Linked DNA regions of Drosophila melanogaster: region 2 is linked to region 1. A link is a contact called in public targeted proximity ligation data. All regions are on one chromosome and are shown on one strand. The core of a region is the stretch at or near the end of the contact, and the rest is flanking DNA. Distances in the headings are between cores, read along the strand shown.

Region 1 (3,127 bases), core at 342-2,841:
AAGTGGCAAGGGGCATCCGAGCAGCTCCAGCGGAGTCTCAGTCACCACGGGTGTGGTCACCTTTTTGGTGGTGTTGCATAGCAGTGGTGCCTCATCGGATCCGTCATAGCAGTCGTTTTCCCCATTGCATGACAATGACCCCGAGATGCAGCCACCTGTTCCGCACTTGAAGGAGTACGCTGGACACTCCATGTGGCCGCACAGTTCCACCGACTCGTCAAAGCCCGTTCCATCCGCACAGTCGTCCTTGCCGTCGCACAGAAAGTTGCTCTTGTCCAGGCAAATTCCGGATGGGCATTTGAACTCATTTTCCCTAAAGGGGAAGAGAAGCAATTAATGTATCCATTCCTAGTCCTCATCCTGTTATCTACATTCTACATTTCAGTACTCACTTGCAATTGCCTTGAAGCCGTCGGTCGTGCTGCCGTATATCGTCCTCGTTGCCGCATCTCAACCTGGTCTCATCGGAACCATCTGCGCACTCATTGACTCCATTGCACCCAGCTGTCCCGATCACACATGCTCCATAGGTGCACTGGAAATAGGGCTTGGTGCAGTGCTGCCGCTGGGAGACACAGGTCAACGCCGTCTCATCGGATCCATCCGGGCAGTTCTTCTCGCCATTGCAGACATCGTACTGCGAAATGCAGCTGCCGTTGTCGCACTCAAACTGTGAGCTGTCACATGCCGCAAATACTTCAAAAATGATCCTTTCGATTATTATATTATAAGGACAATCGCGTGTTCCTTTACTTAATTGTTCTGATTGCGAAACCACATATATTGGAATCAAGTTTCATTCATTTAGAGCACTTTTACTTTTGGTTCTTAAATTTTTTAAGAGTAAGAGATTTGTTACTCATATATACTTAATATATAAACTACACTTTAAATTTAAGTTTAATGAAAACTTACGTTAAGTAACTTAGTAACTTTTCTCCCTACATTTACAATTTATGCAAATCGGCAGAAAAATTGATAATCCCTATTGCGCTTTTAATATTCTTTATTTTATTTTATTTTTTTCCTCATTTGATTATTGCGATTGTGTAATGTTGTATAGCTATTTTTCTTAGCATTTGAGTGGGTTAAGCTGCCTGTTAAAACTACCGCAGCTTAACTAAATTACCGCGTTTTTTATTATTTATTTCCGTAAACATTCTCTCTCCCTTCACACTTAGTCAGCACCCTGGAGTGTAATAAACAAACTGAAAATCGACAGAGATAAACAGATCGCGATTTCAAGATGAACCGGCTCAAATCGTGTTCTGAGAATCTCTCTTCGAGAACAACGCATTTACATATGTACATATGTACAGAAAGTGTTTATTTTCGTTCCATTTGTATTATCATTTTGAACTTTACTCACTTGTTCTGAATTTCAATAAAAGCGCGCAGAAGAACAATGGATTTGATAAAAACGATATTAGTTGCATAATCCTTATTTCTGATGCACTGTTATGCACTCGATCCAGGTGCACAAGGCAATCACATAGGTATGCCTAAAACAAGTGCGTGCTGATTAAAGTCGTCTGGAAAGCACTTGCCGCCGAGCTAAGAACGACTCCGACCGAGCTTACAAAGCGAACTGAGCTCCAATGTGTTCAAGCCGAATCTCATACCAATCTGAAAACACGTTTTAAGAGCACCTCATCAGTATCGATTGGAGTGCTTAGAGCTGCAGTTCATAATATAAGTCGAGTGAGTGTAGTATTTATATCTCATTTCATTCATCAATATCTATCGATATCGCAGAAAAATAAAATATGAAATTTCGTGTTCGCACTTCCACTAGTTGAGTATTGGGTATCTGATTGTCGGGGAAGTCGACTATAGCATTCTCTCGTGTATTAAACTTTTACCAAATTCATTTTGGAGACTTTTCTCTCAATGGTTTGAGTCCGCGCTAAAAGTGGGCGTTTAGCTAAATTCTTTTGAAAGAATTTAAGGAAATTAATTGAAAAATCAATTTCTTTTATTTTTAAAGAAGTAGTTTTCGAAATGTACCGATATCATTTTTTACATAAAAAGTCAGTCGTAAAAATTTATTCAATTAATAAAAACGCTTAAATAAAAATGACAATCTTATAAACACCAAAAAAAAATTTTACGTTTTTTTTAAATTCTCAATTTTTTTGGAAATTAAATTTTTTGACGCTAGTGCTGCCAGATCTTCGAAATAAGGATTGGCTTCCCCGTAATCTTTTTCAGATCGATATTCATTTCCATCCGTTCTACGCATAGCGTAAGATGTAGAAACTACGAAGTCTACATTACACGTGTGTAAAATATACCTTTACATTTGTATGGTTTGAATTTCCACTGAAAATTTTATTCCTGGATAGCACGGCAAGAAAAACTTAACGTTTTATTGGCTTTCTTGGAACAAGATACTTCCTAAGCCAAGAAAGTATGGCGCCAAATGGAGAATATTGCTATTAAAAATGTAGAACGAAGGACTGCTATTTTAAGAGTACCGCAAAACTATCCTTTCGAATTACCTACAATTCCGAAACCAACTATTTCACATTAATAATCCAAAGGCATCTTTTAAATTATTTAAATCGTTTTGTTTAATTTATTTGTTTCATTTTCCACATTCTCACTGGTTGCTGTTTGTTTTGTGTTTGTTCTTTTTACGTGTAGTTTATATTGATAATTTACAACTTACGGAGCTAACATAGAATGGCATTAAATTAGAGTTACATCGATTAAGTATGAACGGAGCCTGCGGGTCCAATCTTCGATCGCGGGGAGGGGAAATTACAAGTAGAAAATGTAACCGCAAAGTATCTGTAGGTCTGATCTGATCGGATGAAGTAGGTATATAGGAAAAGTAGTAGTCTCTTATGGATAGGCCTGCTCGGCCGAGGGTCAGAGAGTTTAAAGTAAAAGCCACTAGCAAATGTACAAGTAAGTAGCGATTATTTAACTATTTACTACGAATGCACTGGTAAGTAAGTAGTAGGTAAGTGGTCGGATGCAGTACTGTATGCAAGACCTCACCGAATCGTCTTCCTTTTACGTATATCTGTTGCTACGATAATCCACGTTTAAATATTTATGTATTGTATTTTAGCGTCTATTCTTGGTTTGCGGTGGCGGGGACATCCCATTCGATCCACGC
Region 2 (3,127 bases), core at 363-2,862, 140 kb after region 1:
CCAGTTGATTTCATAGATATTAAATTCATACATTGGTATTAAGTTCTCATAGGTTTTTTATTTAGTTGACTACACATAATTTGAAATCCTGAACACAATATGTGAGATTTCCAATATTAAAACGCTATATGTATGACTATATATGACAGTTCTTTTTATAAGTAAGTTGAAAATGTACAGTAAATAATCTTTTTAGGGGCTTCGTTATCATCACTTAAAAATTACTCATGATTTCATAAAGTTATTTTGTAATTCAATTTTGGATGAGCCACTCCCTTTGCCAAAAGGAGTTAATTAGTTGTACACTCATCTCCTTTAATATTTCCGAATTATGTATCAGCTCATCAAAACGTGCACTTTATGTGTCCGATTATAACCTCGGTATGCATAAAATATAAATAAAACCCATATGGAGTTGCGAAATAAAATCATTTGAATTGCTTTGCTGATTGTATCTTGAAAATGCGCGAACTGTATTCGCTCAATTTTGCGACTTAATTTGTACCTCAATAAGTTATGTCAGTTTAAATTGTTTATTTCCCATTCAGTACCCATGTATACAATGTCTTGTTTCATCTGGAACTGGTTCTATCGCGTTATGAATATTTATATTTCGCCTTTAGATATGGATAAAGCGATCCCATCGATAAAGGCAAAGTACAACTAAATATGTGAGGTAAGCAAATAAGTAATACAACTTTTTGATTATTCAACGATATTGGTATCAAGTTTAAAATGTGTCCTTTGTAGTTAATGTGTTTCATCAAGTGCTTTCACTAAAAAATATTTAAACAAGGTAGTTAATAATAAATAGAATTTCAACATTAATGTATGCAATTTTAATAGACTTTATTAATGGAACAGTTTCATTACAAATCTGGGGCAAAGTTTTGATTGACGGATTGTTAAAATAAGTTATTCCCGCATACAAATATAAAGCATTTCATGTGCGGAATCACAAGTTGAAAGACAAAGCCCGCTGAGATGCAAACAAGTTTGGCTTATCTGGGCAGATAGGGCTAATGGCTCCTACGGCATTTTGCTTTCTTCGAATGATTCTGTTACCAAACTCGACCGCTCCGCTCCCTCCACTTGTATCTGTCGGATGCTAAGTTACAACGGCCAATCGAGACGACAGCTGGGATGTGGAGCGAGTATTTCAGTGCTTTAAATGAGCTCCATAAAAATGATTCAATTGGCGGTTTGGCTGAAATAAAAGCCGCCAACGGTTTTCGGTGTTGTCGGCTCGGAAACAAGTTTACAATTCGAACCAGGCCTTGCAGTTCGAGTCTGTGTTTCTGTTTCGGTCCGAGTCTGGCTAAATGCCGACTTATAAGTATAATGCGCCTTCGATAAAGACGACGACAACGACAACGCCAATGCGAAATGTTAAAATAAAATAAATTTATGTTACAATTAATGGCAGCGATAAATTTGTGCCTACGACATCTTGCGGTCCATAAAAACGATGCAGAGAATCGGAATCGTATCGAAATTGAGGGGCAGGGGCAGGGGCTTTGAGGCCCAATGAGATTAACACATAATCAAGCTAACATGCGCGACATTTGCATATGGAATTGAATTAAATTTAATCCGAATTGAATACAGCCTCACAGAAACAAGAGAAACACGGACGCGTCAGGAACAGTTACAGACGCGATTTAAAATTTTAATTAATTCGAGCGCCGAGCGCAGGAAAACTTTTCCCCAGAATTTCGAAAATGAGCCATACCAGCGCGGTGCCTTCCTCTGTGAAAGGGTTAAGAACTGTAATCCGAAACCGCAACGCAAAAACTTTTGTGGCAACACACTTCCATACCTCTGTTTATATATATATATATATATATGTATATGTATAAAGGACGGCCAGGAGACGAACTGAAAAGAGCAGGGTTTCTGAGACAGCAGTGACACAAAGTTGAGTCTGGGTCTCAGTTTGTGGTGCAAGTTTTCGGCTTGTGGCCATAAATTATCACAGACAAAGTCATTCGTTCCATTTCGAGTGAAGCGCGCATAGTCAGAGGCGGAGACCCACGATTGGGGAGGGGTAAACGGATGGGGACCGGGACTCGGGAATTGGGCAGGCTTAGGCGCAGTGCACCTGGAAAAACTGGGAGACCGAAAGTGATTTCTGTCACTTTCTATACACCATCTATACATTAATAATGATAAACCTTTATAATTAATAGTAAAGCCGCTTATGAAAGCGATTTAACAAAAAATATATCTAAACCACTAACATTACATGGCTGTAAAAATAAATTCATTTTGTTTTTCAATATATCATATATATTTGGTACCTAACATTGACATTCGACTCCGTTTTTAAATTTAAAAGCATTGAATTTGCTATAGATCTGGATAATATTAACTTTTTCCAGTGTAAGCATGTGGTCTGAGTCTACGGTGCGGTCTCATATCTTCGGAATCTCCATTTCGTTTTAAATTAAAACCGAAACCGAACTCGCGCGGAGGCGCACAGTCAGAAATAGTGGAATCAATGGGGAGGGACGGAGGAAACGGAATACAAAAGACCCCAGCAGACGAGACAATGGCCAAAAGCAAGATGGCCCATAAAGGGGCTACAAATAAGATAAATTGCATCTTTGGGATCAAACGCACAGGTAGAGAGGCCCCGACTTGGATACATAAAAATATGCACATGATGGCCGACTTCAGAACAAAATGCGGGAGATTCTCGGCTCGAATTGCAAGTTACTCCGATGAGAGAGCCCAGTAATCCGAGCAGATCCCACCTATGCGTGGAATTTGGTGTGACTCTATCTCTAAACTGAAATCAACCTTCTATTGATTCGGGTGAAAGAGCTATCCGACCACTATGCATATGCATACCTCTGATATCGACTTCATCGGCTCATAGAAACTGGGCAATATCTGCCGCCATATCTGTCCCGTTTAGTGCTTTTCATTGTATCATTTTTAAAGGTAATCTACATATCAAATAAATACAATGCAGTGAAAATAAACACTGATAAAATTCAATTTGGAGATTTGTTTCGAAGGTATGAAGAGCGTTTATAAGCTTCGTAATTGGGCTATTTAATTTATTACTTATTTAATCAGCATATCAATTGTTTAAAAGTATTTATGTTATGCATAAAGTGCT

The links.
Region 2: a targeted proximity ligation map of the Kc167 cell line shows a contact between it and region 1, with 9 times the contacts expected there. A contact is called at or near these places in 23 of 107 Hi-C or Micro-C datasets (the D17-c3 cell line, the Kc167 cell line, the ML-DmBG3-c2 cell line and 7 more) and 3 of 7 datasets of targeted methods (all in the Kc167 cell line).

The regions. Positions count from the first base shown.
Region 1 is chr3R:16,654,071-16,657,197 of dm6, forward strand. modSP (modular serine protease) reads right to left here and starts at 1,592. Exons shown (of 6, transcript NM_080515.3): 1 at 1,370-1,592; 2 at 393-696; 3 at 1-313. The coding sequence starts at 1,436. It overlaps Ubx (Ultrabithorax), which reads right to left. Exons shown (of 2, transcript NM_206497.3): 2 at 2,553-3,127.
Region 2 is chr3R:16,798,988-16,802,114 of dm6, forward strand. It overlaps lncRNA:CR45750 (long non-coding RNA:CR45750), which reads left to right and starts at 1,613. Exons shown (of 1, transcript NR_125187.1): 1 at 1,613-2,216. lncRNA:TS16 (long noncoding RNA: testis-specific 16) reads left to right here and starts at 2,312. Exons shown (of 1, transcript NR_125188.1): 1 at 2,312-2,890.